2 separate regions of the Oncorhynchus mykiss genome follow, and region 1 is linked to region 2. The links are chromatin contacts, called in public Hi-C maps. All regions are on one chromosome and are shown on one strand. Each heading gives the region's core, a stretch centred on a gene start, on an enhancer-like site or on the middle of the called end of the contact. The rest is flanking DNA. Distances are from core to core; before and after follow the strand shown. Region 1 overlaps LOC110531544 (heterogeneous nuclear ribonucleoprotein C). Region 2 overlaps ndrg2 (protein NDRG2).

Region 1 (5,470 bases), core at 1,649-4,148, 46 kb before region 2:
TTAAAAAAAATATAAAAAAAAACATCGTTTTAATCAAGTCCTGCTGGTCTGGGCCCACATTCACAAAGCGTCTCGCACTAGTGGTGGTCTAGGATCAGGTCCCACCTCCCATCCAGTCATTGTAATCTAAAACTGATCCTAGATCAGCACAGCTACTCTGAGATGCTTTGTGAATACAGGGCCAGAAGTCTTGAAGGAAAGGAATATGTGTCTAACGTGGTCTCGACACAGTTTAAGAGGTGTGCACCTGACCCCACACCACGTTATGTACAGATGGTTACGACTAAGCCTATACATGTATATGGCCACTAACACAATCACAATGATTTCTTTCTAAATCTTCTATCATTAGCATCGTTCGTAGCCTCTGATTATGGGTTCAGTTCAACATTACAGGTGTTCTCTTCTAATTTAAATTTTTTTGTTTCCCTTTTTTTAGTTTTTGAGGCATCTTTTTTGAGCAGCGACAAATCGTAAGTTGGTCTCCTGTTTTTTTTTTTTTCCCACCTCCACGTTGACATGGATTTTGAATCTAGTTTAGTTTTTTCTTTCTGCCTTTGTGAAGTAGCCTTTTTTTCTCCTTTTGGAAATCCCTAAAGCAAGTAGTTTTCTGCTGCTTTTGTGTTGTGATAGCCTATCACTACTGTCCATTTGTTTTTGTAGTTTTGAGTAGCCTAGTAGTTTGCATTTCACATTGAACCCCTACTTTCCCACTTCTTTTTCTTGATTTAAAAAAACAAACAGATTGGTCACCTTCAGAAAGTATTCACACCCCTTGACCTTTTCCATATTTTGTTGTTACACAGCCTGAATTTAAAATATATATTTTTTAAATTACAAGGTAATTTTTTAAATATAAATCACTGGCCTACACACAATACCCCATTAATGTCATTGGGATTGTTTGTAATGGAATTTTTACAAATTTAATCAAATGAAAAGCTGAAATGTATTCAACCCCATTGTTATGGCAAACCTAAATAAGTTCAGGAGTAAAAATCTACTGACTGTGTGCAATAATAGTGTTCTACATTTATTTTGGATGATTACATCCCCTCTGTACCCCACACAAACAATTATCTGTAAGGTCCCTCAGTCGAGCAGTGAATTTCAACGGATTCAACCACAAAGATTAGGGGTTTTCCAATGCCTCGCAAAGAAAGGTAAAGATAAATAAAACAGACATTTTAATATCCCTTTGAGCATGGTGAAGTTAATAATTACACTTTGGATGGTGTATCAGTACACCCAGTCACTACAAAGATACAGGCGTCCTTCCTAACTCAGTTTCCAAAGAGGAAGGAAACCGCTCAGGCATTTCACCATGATGCTAATGTTGACTTTAAAACAGTTACAGAATTGAATGGCTGTGATAGTAGAATGGCTCAACAACATTGTAGTTACTCCGCGATACTAACCTAATTGACGGAGTGAAAAGAAGGAATCGTGTACTATTTTATTTTAAATGCATCCAGGCAAGAGCCTAGAGGAAAACCTGGTTTAGTCTGCTTTCAATCAGACACTGGGAAATGAATTAACCTTTCAATAGGACAATGACGTAAAACGCAAGGACAAATCTGCACTGGAGTTGTTTACCAATAAGACAGTGGCCAATTTACAGTTTTTTTAAATAGATTTAAGTCAAAAGGAATGGCAAGACTTTACAATGGTTGTCTAGCAATGACCAACAACCAATTGGACAGAGCTTAAAGAAAAATGGGCAAATGTTTCCCAATCTTAGACCTACCCAGAAAGACACAGCTGTAGTCACTGCTAAAGGTGCTTCTACAAAGTTTTGCCTCTGGGTTGACATACGTAAATGAGATATGAATTAAGAAAACATGTCTAAAAACATGTTTTCACTTTGTCATTATGTTGTGTGTAGATGGATGAGAGTATTTGATTTTGAATTCAGGCTGTAACACAACATGTGTGATAAGTATGAATACGGTCTGAAGGCACTGACAACATCGGTGACGGGTAACCATCGAAGGGGCTGCTGAGAAACCGGATCCCCCAACTTACCAGGAGTTGAGAAATACTGACCTAACTACTTACTTGTTAACTGGAGATGTCATACGTGACAAATGTTAAAGCACAACACACACAACACACACACACACCAATGAAAGCCTTGAATATAAACCTAAACTGTTCTGCGCTCTTAAACAATTCCACATGTGGTGTGTCTTTTCACTTCTTGTAAAATCATATCTAAATGGGAAGTGAAGGGCACTATGAGTCTGACTGCATTATAGTATCACCAATAAGGCTAGGGACCTTACGATGCGATATCACCATACAGGTGCTAATAAGTTATGTATTAGGATTTTTTTTCTTCTCACGATTCAATGTTCCAAACATATTGCTCACCATGTCTTCTGTAGAGGGACAAAGGACAAATAGCGTAGTTTTGGTACAGCCAACTAGCACAAATTATATTGCAATATTGTCAAAACTGTAGACTATTGTCAAAAATAATGTTCTGATATGTAACTATTGATTCCCCCCCCCCCCCCACACACACACACACAACCAACAACATGTAGTACCATCTTCCAGACTAGTGCCATGTTCCAATGATCTCTTCCTCTTGAAAGGAAATGACTTAAATAATAAATGTAGTGGAACTCTCACTGGCCTATGCCTTTGCCAATACAATGCTTTATATATTTGTGGGGAACAACGGCATACTTCAGGAGAAAGGAGAGATTATTGGGACTCTAGGATTATGTCCCTCTCCAGCCCATAATAGTCACAGCTGTGCGTGTTATATCACCTCTTACTAGGGTCACATGACCTGCCTGCGTTCTCCCCTCATCGACGCTGGTAGATACTAACCCAGCCTTGTCAACTGGCCAGGCGTGACAACACATCCTAGCCAAAATCACTAACTGAAAAGTGCATTAAGCTTTTGGATAGACACCCAGACCCAGCACGGCAGTGTAATCTGAAATGTGTGTGTCCACCGTGCAGAGAAGGCTGTGGAGCCTTCTATTTTTATCATTTATGAAAGTGGACACAAGCCACGAGGGGCTCTGCTTTGGGATTTACAAAGACAGACATTTGAGAATGTCCTCCCCACACCATGTAATAACATATCCCTTGTCCACATCCCAAATGACACCCTATATGTTCTCTGTAAAGTGCACTACTTTTGACCGTAGCCCTATGGGCCCTGTTTAGAAGTAGTGCACTATATAGGGTATAGGGTGCCAATTGGGACTGATTCAATTTACCACAAAAAATGCCTAATAATGAAAGCCAGAGACTTAAATCACTTCCTGTTAATGTAGTTCACAGACATTTATGAGAAGTAATGTGTCAAGAGTACACGTGGTAGCTAATATACTATTGGATGTATCCCAAATAGCAGTCTATTCCCTCAAGTTCACTACTTTTGACTGGAGCCCTCTGAGCCCCTATGGTGGGTTATGTATGGTTTAGGGTGGCATGGGATGCAGTCATTCTATTATTTAGTGTCTCTGAGGTTGTCATGCCAGCCGTGGATCATATTGTTTGTGTATCTAATGACTGCTGTATGCTCAGGTACTTTGTCATGCTAAGTCTTGTTTGTTATGATAATACTATTTGTCCAACAGGTTTTTGGGGGTGCTTGCTACTTCTTCCTTTACCGCTACAACTTTTGTTTTTTATGCGTGTGGTATATTTCTCTCTCTCCCCCCCCCCCCCCCCCCCCCCCCCCCCCCCCCCCCCCCCCCCCCCCCCCCCAAGTACCTCATGGGGGCAGCATTGATCCAAAAACAAGAAATACTGAACTTCTGGAGATTTCACTTCTGGAGATTTCTCATTCTAGAGACATCGCCACCTCCCTGTAGATGCAATACATCTCCCACAATGCATTGCTGAGCTCCGGCTCGAATTACCAATAATGACACTCTTCTCTCCAACAGAAACAGGTAGGCAGGCAGGCAGGCAGACCACGACCGTCCAGGGTACAGGCAATATGGAGTGAGTTCTGGCTATTTCAACCCTGCCTATATGTTCTCTAGATGTAGGAACAGAAGGCTTTAAACCCTGAAATCTGTGCAAAATGGCTGTTGACAAACGTGTATGTGACTGACAACCCCCACCTTCCTGTGCACAAAACAATTACCTTAGATTATAGGCACATGAAAGTCCACCTATACAGTCACCATGTACTGTGAGCCATCACCCAAAGTGATCTACATACACAATGAAGGGGATGCTTGTTTTAAACAACTGTGTGTGTCTGTGTATAGACACACACACTGAAATCAGGTCCAGTTTATGTTGAAAAGCATCCCCAAACAGGCACATGGTCACAGACACGCATATCCACACACTCAGCTTACATCTCTCTCTCTCTCCCCCCCTCTGTTTCCCCGCTCTTTTCCTTTCATCCCCTTCTCATAAACAACGGTGTCCCACCACCAGTAGCTTGATGGCTGGCAACGTTACCAACAAGACTGACCCTCGCTCCCTCAACTCCCGGGTCTTCATCGGGAACCTCAACACTCTCCTGGTCACCAAGGCAGACGTGGAGGCCATCTTCAGGTTGGGAGCATGGACAGTACTATGCAGGGTTGCACAATTCCCCTAATTATTTATTTATTTATTTATATATATATATATATATATATAAGGAACAAAAATATAAATGCAACATTAAACATTTTCAGAGATTTTATTGAGTTACAGTTCATATAAGGAAATCAGTCAAATAAATTCATTAGGCTCTAATCTATGGATTTTAGATGACTGTGCAGCCATAGGCCCATCCACTTGGCAGCCATAGGCCCATATACTTGGCAGCCAGGCCCCCCCACTGGGGAGCCAGGCCCCCCCACTGGGGAGCCAGGCCCAGGCAATTGAAATTATTTACAGACAGGAATTCTCTAAAATGACGTCAGAGGCAGCTTATGGTAGAGAAATCAACATTCAATTCTTTGGCAACGGCTCTGGTGGACATTCCTGCAGTTGGCATGCCAATTGCACGTTACTTCAACTTGAGACATCTGTGGCATTGTGTTATGACAACTGCACATTTTAGTGGCCTTTTATTGTCCCCAGCACAAGGTGCACCTGTGTAATGATCATGCTGTTTAATCAGCTTCTTGATATGCCACACCTGTCAGGTGGATGGATTATCTTGGCACGGTAGAAATGCTCACTAACAGGGATGTAAACAAATTTGTGCAAAACAATTGGAGAGAAATAAGCTTTTGTGTGTATGGAAAATGTATGGTATCTTTTATTTCAGCTCATTAAACATGGGACCAACACTTTACATGTTGCGTTTCATATTTTTGTTCAGTGTATATTTTTTATTCTGGTTGGAACATTTTCCGTATTTAGAAGGGAATAAGCATGAAATCCGCAATCGTCTAATCACGATTACTGGAAAACTGAAAAGTTACCGGGATTTCGCACACCTAGTACTATGGCTAATCTCTGCTCCCACCTCTCCAGTCCCTGTGTACATGTT
Region 2 (5,477 bases), core at 1,349-3,848:
ACATGTTGTTAAAAACAATAGAAACAACCGTGAATAAAAGTACTTTTTCTTGTAAAAAAAAAGCCATTTAAAATGTGTACAAATGATTTAACAAAGGTAAAACATTTTTAAGACATGAAAAACATGTCAAAAAGTCACTTTGTTAAAAGGCTGTCTTCGGTCCTTTGCCAGGAACAGGGTGAGTCCTTATCAAACTTGCCTCCTGCTCCTCCGAATCAATTACCGCCCTGTCTGTCGGTGCCCAGAGGAGATCCCTCCCCAAGGCGCTGCAGCGCTGTCAGGCCTTGGCCGCCGTGGCCTTGGGTATTGTGGGGGACCCTTCGCTTGGGGTCGAGGCCCCCTTTCTTCTGTACCACCCCAGGGTTTCCGTGGCTACCATGGCCACTGCCTGGGGGGTGGTTTCTGCTCGTTTCACTACCAGCAGGTTGCGGGAGGACCACAGTGCATCGTTCAGACACGTGAGGGTAGGCCAGAGCTTGGTGAAGGCCTTCGGTGGAATAGGCCTTCGGCCCACCCCATACAGCACGAGCTGGGGTGTCCTCCCCTCCTGGCAGAAACAGGGAGACCAAGGGGCCTGCTTCCTTCCACAGCGGCTGACCCCTGGTCGGGGGCATGCGGGTGTCCTCACCATGCCCCAGGAGTGCATAACGGGAGTGCATAACAGCCCTGACCGGGAGGATCTCATGGGCGACCATCCAGGACAGGTCCCGGTGCCGGTTCAGCAGAGCAGGATGGGCCACGTTGCGCCAAACCGTTGTGGGCTTGGCTGAAGCAAGCCCGTGCACTGGACACTGGTTCCCGCTCCTGCACAAGAGAGAGAAGAGAGCAGTGTTTAGTTAAATCCGTGACTGGCTCTTTTTCCATTTAAAAATTTCTTAAGAACTTTTGGAGCTGGACGTAGTGTGTGGAGAGCAGGAAAGAGACTGGGGCTCACAGGTCGACCGGGATCAGACTCAGGGTTCTGAGGTAAGATCCCAGCCAGAACCGTGCGAGGGCCTGAGTCTTGTTGTTGACCCGGGGAGGTGGCAAGAGTGAGATGTAACGCTGTGTAGCAGCTGCCCAGGAACAAGTAGAGGTCAGGCAAGCCTTAATGATAAAATATTTGATAAGGATCTTACTTAGTGAAGGTCACAGTACTGAAAATGGATGAATGCAACAACAAAATGTCTCTTTACTAATAAATACAGTCATGGGTGTTAACGATACAATTCACTCGAAAGGCAAGGCACCCTGGGAAATATTCAAATAAGGCTTTACACAAAGCAATGTGTTAATTTAACACTGAAAAGTGTGGACCTGTATAGATACTGGACCAGTTTTATATTTGACACTCTGTGTTGATTTAACACTGGAGTATTTGCTGTGCAGGGTGCAACATTTCTATCTCACGTTTTCAGCCCTCCTGAACGCAACCATGCCGCCTACGTAAGCTTCATGATTTTTAAACTGAACACATTTAGTTACATATGGCAGCTGTACTGACTACTCCACCGAACGGTCAGATTATATCCAAAGCCTGTGTAAACACAATTATCCCGCGAGAGCTATTTCCTGATGCGTAAAAGCTGATTTTGCGTGTCAGGCTACCAAGCGCTTCAGGACCGATAACGCAAGCTAAGCAGCTGTTGAATAACATCCATAATACAAAGAGCAAACTGTTGAGAGCTAGAGACAGAGATATACGTGGGGGGGGTGTTCAGCTCCCCCATAGCTCTCTCCCTCTCTCTCTCTCCATCTCTATGTAGTGACAGACGGTCCCTCCTGTGCAGTTTAACCATTTTTACACGCTCTAGAACACACTGTCTCACACACAGGGAGAAAGATAGATTGAGAGAGTGATTGAGAGGGGGAGAGAGTGTGCTTGAGAGAGAGAGGGCAAGAGAGGAAAAGAGAGAGAGAGAGAGAAAGAGATAAAGAGAGAGCGAGAGATAAAGAGGGGCGGACAGAAAGAGGAGGGTGGGAGCAAAAGAGAAAGGAACAGAGATAGCAAATGACAAATTTGCTGTATATACATACAGTGCCTTAAGAAAGTATTCATACCCCTTGAATTGTTTTTAAAATTACGATTGTTTTGTCACTGGCCTAGACCAAATTCAAAGTGGATTGATGTTTTTCAATCGTTTTTACAAATTATTTACAAATGACAAGCTGAAATGTCTTGAATCAATACGTATTCAACCCCTTTATGGCACCCCTAAATAAATTCAAGAGTAAAAATGAGCTTAACAAGTTACCTAATACGTTTCATGGACTCTCTATGTGTGCAATAATACTGTTAACATTATTTTTTATGACTACCTCATCTCTGTACCCAACTCATTAAATTATCTGTAAGGTCCCTCAGTTGAGCATCGAGATTCAACCACAAAGACCAGGAAGGTTTTCTAATGCCTCGCAAAGTAGGGCACCCACCATGAGGCCAATGTTAACTTTAAAACAGTTAAAGAGTTTAATGGTTGTGATGAGAGAGAGAGAGGCTAATACATAATCAACCTACCCGCTAGTCACATGACTGAATGATTGCCACATTCCAGTCAATAGCTAACCAACTAGCTCTTGCACATAACACATTGTGGCTGATCATTTTGTGAAACAGTGTGATGCAATGCTGCTGCCTGTGTAGAGCTCCGGTCTGAAGTAGTGCACTATATAGGGAATTTGGGATGATGTCACTGTTTGTTGATTTGCAGAGAGCTGATTCATATTGTTATCCATGGCTTGTATTGTAATTTAATTACTTGTGTACAACCAAATTGTACCGGGTGATTGTCTCTCTGATAATTATTCCGTTACCATTCCATAAAATTACTTTCATGTCATGTGGCATTAGATTGGACATCTAGTCGCTCGCTATTAAAATGTTAATTTCAGTATTTGAAAGTAATAATATTATGAAGGCGATTAAAATATATTCTACATTCTGAATAATAGAGTGGAATAAAGACGCTTGTGAAGTGGTAGCATCGCCGCCTCCGGCTCACGTATCTATACTGTCAGCAAGGGTTGGAATCCAGCCAACTGTCCTTTAAAACAACCTCTCTCTATCTTCACCCACTGTCATCCTCTCTCTCTAAAAATGGAAAATGTCATACAAATCTATATATGTGACCCAGCACCCCTTTTCAGTCTTATGTAGCAACATTTGAAATTGTGTTTTTCACATTGGATAAAAGTTGAGATTCTACAAAAACACTGCAGTTGAGCAACGTCGGGAAAGTAGTTCTGCTTTGAAAGGTGATAAACTTGTAACCCTACTTTTGACAAAATTGGCTTTGAATGTTTTGGTACACATACTGGAGAGCTCTTCTTTGCCTACACCCATTCAGCATTGTTCACACCCTCTTAAGCCTTAGCCTCACCCATCTCTTTAAGGATTCACATGTGTAACCATGCGCTTAGCAGAGAGAGCAAGGTAGTGTAGTAAACAACCAAAGATTTCAAGAGTAAAAGTGGTGAAGATGGTAGCCTACAATAAGGAAAACCTCCAGGTAAAAATGCACTTTATCTAGTCTTTGGCCTATATCCTAATCTGACTTTGGTGCAGGTCATGTTGTTCTTCACATTACCATCTTTGGTAAACACACACTATATCAAATAATTATGTTTATTTGTCACATGCACAGGATACAGAAGGTGTATTTTTGAACGTGTTAAATCGTTACTGGCATAGTCGCAATATCAAAAACAGAAAGTGTCCAGATAAATATTTTATCATTATTAAATGATGCTTACCCAGACACACTTGCCTAGATTGATGGGTCATGTGAAAGAGAGGCTATAGCCATCCCCCAGCCACATCTAGCTACGTGGATGGGTCTCAATTGTCTACACGTGGAGTCTTGCTTGGACATGTAAATTAGCTGCTAAACAATGAACCATAATGCAGTACTAGCAATACAAGTGGATGGTCATATCGTAGCACCTGGTATTATCGGCATATTCAACAGCGTTTTTAAGAAGTATATTACCTTCAACAGTGTTATCTTGTGATCAAGCCGTCAATGTTTTGTGATTATTGGTGTTGTAAAAATGTTAGCTAACGTGTTAGCAATTAGCATGTTTGACATTTCAGTGGAAATACTACTATTTGATAAGCGATTCAGTGAAAAAAACAAGTCCGGTATTTTCGGCATACGGACCCAGTTATTGGCCACCTTACTATTTTGTTCAATTACAAGATATATCTGTTTAATTTTGTTCAAAAAAAAGAGACAATAACCCCATATCCAAAGTTTTTACTAGATAGTTGGCTAGTCTTCCAGTTTAAAAAATGTGAAAATCGGTGGTCAACTAGCTCGAAGGGTGTCTTTAGTCTCAAAACGTACAGTTATTTTCCAGTCCGTTTAAATGTTGAGATCAAGGTGATTTAATTCTCCAACCGCTAGAGAGTGTCTGAAGTTGGGGCGGTGTCCGATGTTGGGGGAAAATTAGCTAGCTAGCCACCATGCATGAAATTTTGTAGTATGAATCTGCAGGTAGCTAAAGCTAACCAACAAGGTTCATTGTTAGCTAGCTAGCTGACATTAGGCTATAACTAGCAATGCAAAAGATTTCTGAGATACAAATAATATTACTACACAGATCATACATGTAATGTTAGCTAGCGAGCCAGCCAGCTAATGTTTCTCTGATTTCAAAACTTGGTCAACTTCTTCTATGACAACAACACTGTTGATCAGCATTTCTTCCCCATCACTGTCATCAAATCACATTTTATTTGTCACATACACGTGTTTAGCAGATGTTATTGCGGGTGTAGAGAAATGCTTGTGTTTCTAGCTCCAACAGTGCAGTAATATCTAACAAGTAATATCTAACAATACACACAATCCAAAGTAAAGGAATGGGATTAAGAATATATAAATATTTGAACGAGGAATATCAGAGCGTCATAGACAAAGATACAGTATATACTTATGAGATGAGTAATGCAAGATATATAAACATTATTAAAGTGTCTAGTGTTCCAATTATTAAAGTGGCCAGTGATTTCAAGTCTGTGTATATAGGGCTGCAGCCTCTAATGTTCTAGTGATGGCTGTTTAACAGTCTGATGGCCTTGAGATAGAAGCTGTCTCTCGGTCCAAGCTTTGATGCACCTGTACTGACCTCGCCTTCTGGATGATAGCGCGGTGAACAGGCAGTGGCTCAGGTGCTTTTTGTCCTTAATGATCTTTTTGGCCTTCCATGTTTCATCGGGTGCTGTAGGTGTCCTGGAGGGCAGGTAGTTTGCCCCCGGTGATGCGTTGGACAGATCGCACCATCCTCTGGAGAGCCCTGCAGTTGAGGGCGGTGCAATTACCGTACCAGGCGGTGATACAGCCCGACAGGATGCTCTCCATTGTGCATCTGTAAAAGTTTGTAAGGGTTTTACGTGCCATGCCACATTTCCTCTTCCTCCTGACTTTGAAGAGGCGCTGTTGCGCCTTGTTTCCTTCTCCACTGTGCTCCAGTCGATGTGGATAGGGGGCTGCTCC

Evidence for each region. Hi-C and Micro-C count contacts between places; a contact is called where the count stands out from the background.
Region 1: a contact with region 2 is called in a Hi-C map of liver, with 3 times the contacts expected there. The contact joins two enhancer-like sites. A contact is called at or near these places in 3 of 3 Hi-C or Micro-C datasets (blood and liver).

What each region holds. Positions count from the first base shown.
Region 1 is chr9:14,217,024-14,222,493 of USDA_OmykA_1.1, reverse strand. LOC110531544 (heterogeneous nuclear ribonucleoprotein C) reads left to right here. Exons shown (of 10, transcript XM_036989206.1): 2 at 3,915-3,972; 3 at 4,420-4,539. The coding sequence starts at 3,968. Among protein-coding and RNA genes, the nearest start is that of LOC110531544, 4.1 kb to the left of the region's middle. Within about 2 kb of position 2,898, at least 5 of the 11 cell types and tissues checked have an H3K27ac peak or open chromatin away from gene starts, as enhancers often do. A contact at or near this core is called in liver, where this site is marked.
Region 2 is chr9:14,170,977-14,176,453 of USDA_OmykA_1.1, reverse strand. The region is part of intron 1 of ndrg2 (protein NDRG2); the gene reads left to right. Among protein-coding and RNA genes, the nearest start is that of ndrg2, 18 kb to the left of the region's middle. Within about 2 kb of position 2,598, at least 6 of the 11 cell types and tissues checked have an H3K27ac peak or open chromatin away from gene starts, as enhancers often do. A contact at or near this core is called in liver, where this site is marked.